2 separate regions of the Oryctolagus cuniculus genome follow, and region 1 is linked to region 2. A link is a contact called in public Micro-C data. All regions are on one chromosome and are shown on one strand. The core of a region is the stretch at or near the end of the contact, and the rest is flanking DNA. Distances in the headings are between cores, read along the strand shown.

Region 1 (5,484 bases), core at 2,761-5,260, 160 kb after region 2:
TACAGCAAGGGGCCGTGGTTAACCAGTGAAAGGACCCTGCAGGATCACCATCAAGACCCAGGCTCACTGCAGTGAGATACAGAATATGGTTTCTCATCATTTCCTGGTATCAATTTTTTTTTTTTTTTTGGCATGTCCTTAACAGATTTGGGAAATTTTCATGGCTATGTAAGAGGCCATTTTCAAAGCTGTCCTCTTTGCTCAGATGTGGATTTCTGATTTTTTTTCTGTTTTAAAGTGAGTGCAGGGGCCAGCACTGTGCTGCGGCAGGTTAAGCCACAGCCTGCAGCACCGGCATCCCATGTGGGCGCTGGCTCAGGTCCCGGCTGCTCCACTTCTGATCCAGCTCCCTGCTAATGCACCTGGGAAAGCAGCAGAGGATGGTCCAAGTCCTTGTGCCTGTGCACCCATGCGAGAGACCCAGAAGAAGCTCCTAGCTTCAGCCGGGCCCAGCCCAGCCCCAGTCGTTGTGGGGCTAAATATAAATTAATAAATATAAATATAAATAATATAAATATAAATTAATAAATCTTTTAAAAGCATTTTAAAAAATAGAGTGCAGTGAACATTGCACACGTTAACCTTCGCCCAGATTTCTGACTCGGGGAAGCTTTGGAAGGGCTCTGTCTGGGTCAGAGGGAAAAATCACTTGCTTTTTTTTTAAAACACAGGAAGGCACGATGCCACGTTGCTGCTTTCTATGACAGCCAATGGTGCCTCTGCAGGGAAGATAACACCGTAAGCAATGTTTGCTCCAAGTTCAATGTCAGCATAGAACAAAGTCAAGATTAGATGTTTGAGTTCTGCTCCCACTGCAGCCCTGCCCTGCGGCCTTGGGCAAGTCTCTGACTCCAGGGACCTCAGCTGTTGAAATGGCTAATTTTTAAACAACTTGAGTTTGTCCAAGGGGAAAGCACTCCAGCAGCAAAGCGCTAGGTCCCGTCCCTTCTCGTCCGGAACAAAAGTCTTTTCTCCTCCTGGAGCCTCTGTTCCCGAATGGCAGACAGGTCGGCAGGGGCTCCGCTGGCAATGGGCGCTGGCCCGCCATTGTAGTGATTTGCCTGCAGTGGGATTTCAGTGGGCGCCCAGCGATGCAGAACAGGCCAGAAGGGAGGTCTGACGTGGAGTGGGGGCGGCATTGGGCTTAGGGCTGCTTCTGTGTTCCTGTGTGTGAATAGGATACAGCTCCTACCTCCTGCAGATGGTGGAATCCCAAAGTCCTAAGTTAACGGCACTCACCCGGTGGAAACTTCATCCAGGTACGGCCTTAGGAGGTGGGCAACATGGAAGGTGTCCTTAGGGGATTGGAGGCATGCCCTTGGAAGATCATTCTGGAGAAGAAGCTGCTGATACAAGCCTGAACTGGGCCCAGTCCCTCTCTCTACTCCCTAGCTCTGCACACCCTCCACCATGAAGCCTCTGGCCTCAGGGACCCGCCTGACCTTAGACTGGGAATGTCTAAAGCTGCGAATCAGGAGCCGCCATTCGGTATGGTTGATGGGACGCCACCCAGGGCGCCTGCAACCCACTTTGGAGTACCCGCGCTCAAGTCTTGGCTCCACTTCCAATCCAGCTTCCTGTTAATACGCACCCTGGAGGAGCAGTGATGGTCATGAACCTGGGTCCCTGCCACCCACACGAAAGACCTACACAGAGCTCCCAGCTCCTGGCTTCAGCCTGGCCCAGCCCTAGCTATTACAGGCATTTAAGGTGTAAAACAGCAGATGGAAGATCTCTCTTTGTCTCTGTCTCTCTCTGATTCTCTCTTCACCTTTAAATAAAAAACCAAACATTTTTAAGTGACATAAGTGATGTAATATTTAAAAGCACACAAGCCGGCGCCGTGGCTCACTAGGCTAATCCTCCGCCTTGCGGCGCTGGCACACCGGGTTCTAGTCCCGGTCGGGGCACCGGATTCTGTCCTGGTTGCCCCTCTTCCAGGCCAGCTCTCTGCTGTGGCCAGGGAGTGCAGTGGAGGATGGCCCAAGTGCTTGGGCCTGCACCCCATGGGAGACCAGGAGAAGCACCTGGCTCCTGCCATCGGATCGGCGCGGTGCGCCGGCCGCAGCGCACCAGCCGAGGTGGCCATTGGAGAGTGAACCAATGGCAAAAGGAAGACTTTTCTCTCTCTCTCTCTCTCTCACTGTCCACTCTGTCAAAAAAAATAATAATAAATAAATAAATAAAAGCACACAAAACAAAGAGAAACTTCACACGCAGCTTACGGCAGGTATTTTGTTGTAGCGATTGAAAGCTGACTAACCCAGTCTCTTTGCCTACAGCACTGAAACACACTGGCATCCAAACCCCAAGCCCAGAAATACATCTGGATAGACTCACTCGGGCAATTACCCAGGGCAGTGGAGAGAACTTGTACTTGGCGCAGGGGCCTGGCTGCCTTCCCTAGGTGAGCTACCTAAATACCTAAACAGGAGCTCTAAAAGGGGGGGGGGGGGAGGGTACCAGGCCCACCTACACCCTGGGGCTAGCCAGACACTCCAAATAAAAATGACACCATGTATGTGCAACCACCTAATAAATCCCAAAATTCAAATACCCATAAACCTCTGCATAGGGAAGGTGCATGGGGGTGGAGCGGAATGGGGTGAATACAAACTAAACAGAGGGCGTGTCCCCGTGGGACACACCTGCAGATGAATTCCCAATCTTTTTCAGAGCGACCCTGTTTTCCAAGCGTTTTTGGCCTCAGCACTTTGGATTCGCAGTATAGCTCCAAAAACCCACACAGGTGCTGCCGTTCAATTTCACGGAGAATACCAGGCCTACGAAGACAAGCCCTTTGTCATACCCTGCTCTGTCTTCAAGGCATGGTACAGCTTCTGACACACAGGACCCATGCTCCACAAAGCGTGTTAAATGAATAGACTTTCCATTAGATGTATATGGAAGAGGCTGGCGCTGTGGAGGAGCAGGTAAAGCCGCCATTTGTAGCATCAGCATCCCATATGGCCGTTGGCTGGAGTCCCGGTTGCTCCACTTCCGGTGCAGCTCCCTGCTATGGCCTGGGAGAGCAGTAGAAGATGGCCCAAGTTCCTGGTCCTCTGCACCCACGTGGGAGATCTGGAAGAAGCTCCTGGTTCCTGGCTTTGGCCTGGCCCAGCCCTGGCTGTTGCAGCCACCTAGGGAGTGAACCAGTGGATGGAAGATGTCTCGCCCTCTGTCTCTGTCTCTGTCTCTCTCTCCTCCTGTAATTCTGACTTTCAAATAAATAAAATCAATCTTTTTAAAAATTTAAATTAAATTAAATATGTATTTGGAAATATGATTTGCATTGTGCAGGGGAACAAGGATTTTCAGACACTACTAGCGAGCGAAAAGCATGACTTGGTTTAACCCTGTGGAAAGGACTTGGCCTCACGCATCGGAAGCCAAGTACTTGGACTATCTCACCAGGCTGTGCCGGTTCTGGGGACTATTTGGAATTTATCTTAATTTTTTTTTAATGAATGTATAAAGACGCTTCCAGGAGGGGCCATGGCAGTTCCCAACGGCTCCAGCGGGCGGGGGAGAGCCGCGGCGGCAGCCCCGCAGCCCGGCTTCGCTAGGCTGTCGGTACCCGGCACGCACCCGCCCTGCTTCCAAGGACACCTCTGCCGAAGGCGCCACGAAGGAAGCGCCCAAGAGGAGGTCGGCGATGCTGTCGGCTAAACCTGTTCCCGCAAAAGGGAAAACGAAGCTCCAGAAGGCAGCTGGAGGGATGAGTAGTCGGACATAAAGGTATCTGTGAAATGCGACAAACGCCATCGTTTTTACCCCGGGGACCAGAACTCAAGGATTCCTTTCGCAGGTGCAGCCTCCCCCTGGGAGGTCACCCCTACTGCATCGTCTAAGGACTACAACTCCCAGCTTGAAGGAGGTGGCTACGCACGCGCTGTGGCGACCTACGCCTACACTTCCCAGAGAGCCTAGCGGGTACGCTGACGCGCGCGTGCGCCCTCGCGCCCCTTCCTCTTCCAGCTCGGATTTGACCTACAGCTGCCCGGGAGAAGATGGCGGCCCCCGCAGTGTGCGGGCTCACCCGGCAGGTGAGAGAAGCTAGCTGGGAGGACGCCCTCCTTGGGGAAACTTGTACCAGAGCCTGCGCGCTAGGGTTCGAGGCCACCGCTGGGAAACCAAGGCCGCCGTTCAAGGTCGTGGGGCCTGGCGAGTGAGGGCGGCCCGGCTCGCGTCCCCCGGGACGCCTGTGGGGTGCCCGGCGCGGTGCTGGGCGCGCGGTCATCTCGGCGTCCTCAGGGCACAGCCCGGGAAACCCCTGGCGCCAGGGGCCACCGGCCAGCCCCGGGCTTCGCCGCCTGGGCTGTTCCATAAACCGTCGGGGGTCGCTGGTGACTTCAGGCGGATTTCCCAGGTTTATAAAGGACATGAGAAGTTCAAATGGGGCGTCCTGGGCTGCTTGGGTAGTGAGTGATGGGGTTAAGACCCGAACCCCAGTGTCACCGAGAAAGTGGCGTTGGGAAAAATAAATCAAATAGCCGCGCTTCCGTCTCACCGCGATGCTTTGCGCACTTGACCCCGCTGTAGTTTCCATGATTTCCCCATAAGCCCGAAAACCCTGCCCTTAGAGCCGGTTTTAACACAGTGCGTTCTGGAGCTCAGAGCCCTGGAGGGCGGTCCGTGCCTTTGCGGGTGCGTGGATTATGGCCCTTGAGAGCCGCAAGGGCATCGCTGGGGACTTGAACTTGTGCGGTCACGCTCCCGCGCCCTAACCACTAGACAGCAGGTGGATTCCTGACAGCCCATCTGTTACAGCTCCTTACGGATTCCTCCCCCTTGTGTTAAAATCCCGCTCAGAAATGTTAGATGTTAACTTCCTGGAAGGTAGCGTTTTCTCCTTGGTACTGGGCGCTTGCCTCGGCCGGTTCCTGGCAAACTAGGAGATTACTGGGAAAGCGATTTTCCAAACAACGTGGCGTGATTCTCGGTGAGAACATGGACTCCTGGCTAATAAAGACAGCTCACCCGCGTGGAGTCTATGTCAAAAAACATCGTTTAAAAGGCAGCCTTAGGTCGCGATTGAATGAATTACAGAGATTCTCGAAGACATTTCTTTTGACCTGTTTCCATTCTTGCTTTGAAGGTGCGAAGCTTCAGTACATCTGTGGTCCGGCCGTTTGCCAAGCTCGTGAGGGTAGGTCCTTTATACACACGCCTGTGTGGGGGAGGGGCCTGTGGGAGGGTGTGCATGCTCTAGCCCTACAGTCAGGCCGTGGCCTGTGGTGTCGCTTCTACGTAAACCTTTGCATGTTGTTGCGATTCACAAGACACACGTGCGCAGGGTGGGGACGGTGATGGTGGAGGGTGCTTGCCCTGTGACAGACGCCAGCGGAACCTTTAAGTGGGTGAGAAGTGACTGTCACATCCCTGCCGTCGTCCAAGCACCAGATCGCCCAGAGCCACCCTCCACGTGAGAAGTTCTCACCGCCCCTCTGCGGCGCTGGAGCATGGCAGGCCTTGCCGTTGTGT
Region 2 (5,572 bases), core at 2,125-4,624:
AGACGAGACTGCCTGGGACTCTGCAGCTTTGGTCTTTCCTCTGCATCTACGGCCTTCCACATTGTGCCTCTGAAAACCATCTTTTGCAGATAGGAACAGAACCTCTTCCAATGCTATCTGATAGAGGTGCCACAGGACTTTCAAATGTTTTCATCCTGGAGATTCTTCTATTAGCTTGATCTAAGACTGGTCTAAGCAAAGACTGTAATCATCGTCCTCTTCAAAGGCCTGGTGTCACCACACTGATCCCACACTGTGTCACAACGCTGCATTTAGCCATACATACCTACTTTTTGTCCTGAAGTAGGGAGAACATAGAAAATGGTAACTTTTTTATATTCACACATTAAAATTCGAGCCATACAATACCTGAAATAAACGTCTTCTTGGGGAGGCTGGTGTCTACATAAACAGAAACGCAGACTTGGCAGTACAACCAGAGCAGACTCATCATCAACTCCCAGGGACAGACTGACAGACACACAATTGTACACTTCGGTGAGGCCGATTCTCTAACTCCACTCTCAGACAGGACTCCACTAAGGGATTCTATTACAGTGCCAAGTGCTACGAGAGCCTCAACATAGTGTCCGCATTTTATATTTAGAAACTCTGTAAGCTCAATTTTATTGAGTCAAGCTAGAGGTCAAAGAAAATAAAATAAGGGGGATGAGGGTAGGGCGAGGGACCACCTTCCAGGAGATTACCAATGCTCTTAGGCTTCTCGAGTGCCACAGAACACACAGCAGCCCAAGAGGCAGCCACTTCTGGATCTGCTAGAATAAAAGCTGTCCATCACAGCATGTTTCCTCTCCTCCAAGCCACAGAGGATGTGGGGAAAGGGGAAGACGACAAAATACAGGACCAATCTAGAACCAGGAGGGTTCCTAACAGCCCCTGCAGCAGAAGGAACTGCTTGGGGCAGCACTGCGCCTGCCCCAGGGCCTTCAAAAGTGTGCAGGCACAAAGTGGCACTTCACGTTTATAAACCCCAAATTACACATCCTATTTTAGAATCCAACCTTCTCAAGTTGAAAGCAAACAAAATTACCCAAAACCTGTCTTTATGACACATTTACAATCTACTCAAAGATAAGTTCTTAACAAAAAGTGGAGTTTCTGTAGTTGTTTAATCTTACTTTATTTAGGTCAAGGATCATCTCCATACAATTTTTGTTACAAGATTCTACCTAAGACCATGGAGCCCACCTCCCCCCTCCAATGAGCTGCTCTTTCCAGAATGGTCTGGTTTGGTTTTGTTTGTTGCCCCCTGCCCTTGGGCAAGAATTTCAAGGAGTTTATTATTTTAACCAAACTACATATACCTTATCTGTACTAGAGTAAAAATTGCAACCTCCACATCCAAAGTCTGTGAACCCTGGTTGTTACAGCATACAAAAAGAAAAAAAAAAAAATAGGTAGCATGGTGAAGGAAACACATTTAACTAACATACTCGTAGCCATGTTAAGCTACACACTTGGCAGCTGTTATCAGAAACAGAGAAGTGTGTGGGTCTTCATTTCAAGGTTCAGGGGCGCGTTAAGCCTACAGGTTACCTCCTGTAGCCACTGATCACCTGCTAGCTACCCAAGGAAGTTAACAAAAGGCGTTTCAGTAACATTTCCCACGTTCTGTAATATCTGCTGAAAAAGAGGTTAAACGGACGGCGTAGAGAGTTCCACTTAACTAAAAACGGCCTTTGGGTAACTTTTCCCGTGGTTCCTACTCGTTTTAAGCCGTGTATCCTGGTAAAAGCCGGGAGCAAGATCTGTCAGGAGGCTGGGCAAGACATCAAGCTCTCCCCGGCGGGCGCCGGGAGAGCAGGCAGGGGGACACAATGGCTCGCGGGGACGGAGCCTCCGGACCCGGCTCGCGGCCCCAGTCAACCATGTGCACAGGCCAGCGTCCGTTCTCGGGGAGCCTGGCCAGCATCCTAGGCTTCAGTTCACCCCAACCTGGCGGCAGTCCCTCGGAGACTGCCCCGAAGCCGACACGGGCTGCGTGCAGACGTAGTGGTGCGCCGAGGCTTACTTGGAACCGTCCCGGGGGCGGGGAGGCGCTCCCACGCTACATTACCGACTCCGTGGGGGCGTCGGGCGAAGCGCTGCCTCCGGCCGCCCCGGTGCTGGGCAGGGTCGCTCGCCGGCCCTCCACACCTGCGCGCCCCCACTCAACATCAAGCACACGCCGGGCGGGGCGGGGCGGGAAAGTGTCTTCTCGGGGCGCACAAGGCCCCCGCCCGGGTGCCCGCCCCGGGGCGAGGGGCACCGGGAGCAGGATTCGCGCTGAAGTCGGAGAGAGAGAGAGAGAAGTCCCGGGGCGGGCTGTTTTTGGTGCGTGTGTTTCCTCAACGTGCGAGCGGGGTTCAGAGAACTGCACAAACACGCTTTGCAGGAACGGTTTATTGAGCGCCCGGCGTCCCGCGGCGGCCAGCAGCTTCACGAGGCGGGAGCGGGCCGGGGCGCCCGCGCGTGTCCTCCCGCGCACCTTCGGAGGGGGCTCCCGCGGCCCGAGCCGCCCCACCCCCCGCCCGGCCGCGTGCGAGGCACACCCTCCCGCGCCGCGCGCCGCGCGGGCACACCCCCGCCTCCCGCGCGCACGCGGCCGGGCCCTCCGCGCGGACGCCCCCCACCCCCACCACGGGCCGCGCGGGGAGACCCGGGGTCCCGCCGCCGGGGACGGAGGGAGGCGGCGGCCTAGCGGCGGCGGCGGCGGCGGCGGCCATGGCGGGGGCACCCACGCGGGAACACGCGCTTCGGAGGGAAGGTCACTTACCCGCTGCATGGCTTTCAGGATCAAAGCCAGCTCGTAGCGGGGCATTGCCCGAACGCTCGGCGCGCGGCTCGACTCGAGCCGGCTCCCTGGACGCGGAGGGGCGGGGAACGGCTGGACCCGCGCCGGCCGGGGCGGGGTGGGGGGGTCCTGAGGGCTCCTGGGCCGGACAGCTCCCGGGCGGCGAAAGCGCTCTCCGGCCGCGCGAGCCCGGGCTTAAAGGCGCTGGCAGCTGCGCAGACCGCACGCCCCGCCCCTCGGCGCGCCCCGCCCCCGCGCGCTCGCGCGGCCGCCCCGCCCCCTCCCGCCGGCTGCGTCGCCGCCGCAGCCGCGGTCCCCGGGGCGCCGCCCGCGCCGGGGTCCCTGGCCTGCGGCCCGCGGCCCGTGGCCGGCACCCACTCGGGCCCAGAGTCGGGCCCACGACCGTGAGCGGCCCGCAGAGGCCGCTGGGGTCCCCCCCTGGGCGCGCCCTGCCTCCGCCGCCGCCGCGCGTGCTACCTACGGCTCGCGAACCGGGTGGAACTTTCCATCGCTTCCGTCTCATCCTGGGCGGCGAGTGCGCGTGCGCCGCGGTGCGGTCTCGTCCGCGTGCGTGTGTGTGTGTGTGTGTGGTGTGTGTGAGCGCGCGCGCGCGCCCCTCGCCCGCCGATTCCCGGCGAGAGGCAGCGCACCGAGGAGAGGGGGGGGTTTCCTCAGCGGGACCCCCCGGGCTCTCCCGGCCCGCGGCGCCCCGAGGCCCCTTCCCCGGCGAGGGTGCGCGAGGCGCCCGCCGTGGGCCCCCCGCGCGCGGGTTCCGTGCGGCTGCACCCCTCGGGGGCCGCGCGACCTTGGGCGGGCTGCGCCTGCGGGGAGACGGGGGACGCGGTGCCCGTGAGGCGCTTGCCGCACCTCCGCCCCGGAGCGCGGGGGCGCCGCGTGCGGTTGCCGGGGGCGAGCTGACGCCGGGACGCTCGCCAGTATTCTTTCCGCGTGTGCTCGGCGTGCATTAAAAAGGATGCGCCGAGCCCCCGGGAGCCCCTGCATCCCTCCGGACCCCGGGCCCCTCCCTCGCCGTGGCCTCCAGCGGTGCCCAATGCGATTTTGTCGCGCTGCGCCCCGCATAGACGAAGACCCTTGCAACTGCTGGCCTTGGCCCTGGGCCGGTTTAGAAGGGTCTGGCAGTGAGATGGCTGAAGTTCACGGAGCACCTACTAAGTGTATGAGCTGTGTCCTGGAAAATTCTCTGGGCAGTGCAATGAGGCAGGCGCTACTGACCCCACTGTAGGGCTTAGGAAGTTCCAGGTAGGCGAAGGTGGTTACTAAGAGAGATGAGATATGCAGCCACCACGCTACACCTGTGGCCACCCGGAGCAAGGGGGCTGGTGTGTGGTGCGGTGGTGGATTAACCGTGTGCTCTCTGTAAACCAAGAACAGAGGGTCCCTTTGTCACCCAGAGACTTGACCATCTCACATCCACCCCCTTACTCCACAAAAGCAAGGAGGGTGCTTGGAACACACGCTTCTCTGATGTCTGGGTCTTTTACTACTTCCACGCCTGTCCCTGTGTTCTTCTAAAGCGAGACTGCAGTCATGAATCCACCTGGGAACTGCCAACTTCCCCTAAAGGAGTAGCAAGGGGCCCGTGTCCTGGTGCGTCGAGATAAGCCGCCACCTCTGACTCTGGCATCCCAGACAGGTGCCCGTTTGAGTCCTGGCTGCTCCACTTCTGATCCAGCCCCCTGCTAACGTGCCTGGGAAAGCAGCAGCAGATGGCCCAATTGTTTGCGGCCCTGCAACCCACGTGGGAGACCTGGATGGAGTCTCCGGTTCCTGGCTTCCACCTAGCCCGATGCTGGCCTTTGCAGTCATTTGGGGATGAACCAGCAGGTGGAAGATTCCCCCCCCCCACTCCGTGTGTGTGTGTGTGTGTGTGTGTGCATGTCCGTGTCTGTGTCCCTATTGCTCCATCTCTTTCAATAAATAAATCTGGAAAATACGTTTTTATAAAAAGCAGTGACAATACAATCAAGGGAGGGCGGGAGTGAGGACAGAAGGGGCAGGAAGGCATTCCTGGACTTCAGGAGGGAGTCACAGATTGTCTAGGAGGAACCCCCACTTCAGCTCTGCTTCCCGTTGTCCATTACGTGATCCAGTTGGGACCGCAGGACCTCCACAAGAATATGCCAAGCCAAGGACCAAGGCAAACGAGCAGCTGAGCGCAACCTGGAGCATTCCCTCTTGGAAGCTCCACTGTTTCTCCCAAACCCTGGGACATGTGAGGATCTGCGGCTCCATTACCTCCAGGTGGTGTAAGGAAAGTAGCCTGACTGCATAATGCAGAGTCAGCACCCCAAACCCACCCAAGCTGATGGCCACCCACAAGCTCATTCTGAAGGAGGGCTACCATCTCAACACTTTCCCCTTCAATCCTTTTTTTCTAAAGCATAGTAGCAGAATACCTGTAGCTTCATTTAAGAATTTTTTCTCATTCTTAAAATCACTGAGAGTACTGCTGCAAACTCAGTGTCTTCCTGCTATAACTACAAACTTAACTTCATCAAAACGTTCTTACCTTCATACAAAAATAGTCTATAGGATTATAAAGTAATACTGCAGTATTTAATGCATCCATTACAAAAATGACTCTTCGGTTCTCCGAGAATTCTTAATATGGTAGATATTTAAGATGTGACTAACCAGAGGCTTTAATCAATTTTGAAGAACGTCTTTTGAGGGAGGATAGGAAAGAAGAATAAGAACAGAAATTGAAATCCAGTCCAATTTTAAAAAGTAACCTGAGGATACACCCTGGGTCATCCC

Evidence for each region. Hi-C and Micro-C count contacts between places; a contact is called where the count stands out from the background.
Region 1: a Micro-C map of ear pinna shows a contact between it and region 2, with 5 times the contacts expected there. The contact joins the promoter of ATP5PO here to the promoter of MRPS6 in region 2. A contact is called at or near these places in 3 of 6 Hi-C or Micro-C datasets (ear pinna, psoas muscle and skin fibroblasts).

What each region holds. Positions count from the first base shown.
Region 1 is chr4:11,117,297-11,122,780 of mOryCun1.1, forward strand. It overlaps ATP5PO (ATP synthase peripheral stalk subunit OSCP), which reads left to right and starts at 4,011. Exons shown (of 7, transcript NM_001171421.1): 1 at 4,011-4,046; 2 at 5,099-5,149. The coding sequence starts at 4,011. LOC138849236 (a long non-coding RNA gene) reads left to right here and starts at 956. Exons shown (of 3, transcript XR_011387722.1): 1 at 956-1,259; 2 at 2,283-2,407; 3 at 2,677-3,281.
Region 2 is chr4:10,957,736-10,963,307 of mOryCun1.1, forward strand. It overlaps MRPS6 (mitochondrial ribosomal protein S6), which reads right to left and starts at 3,375. Exons shown (of 3, transcript XM_070071862.1): 1 at 3,276-3,375. The coding sequence starts at 3,317. It also overlaps a transcript of SLC5A3 not described here.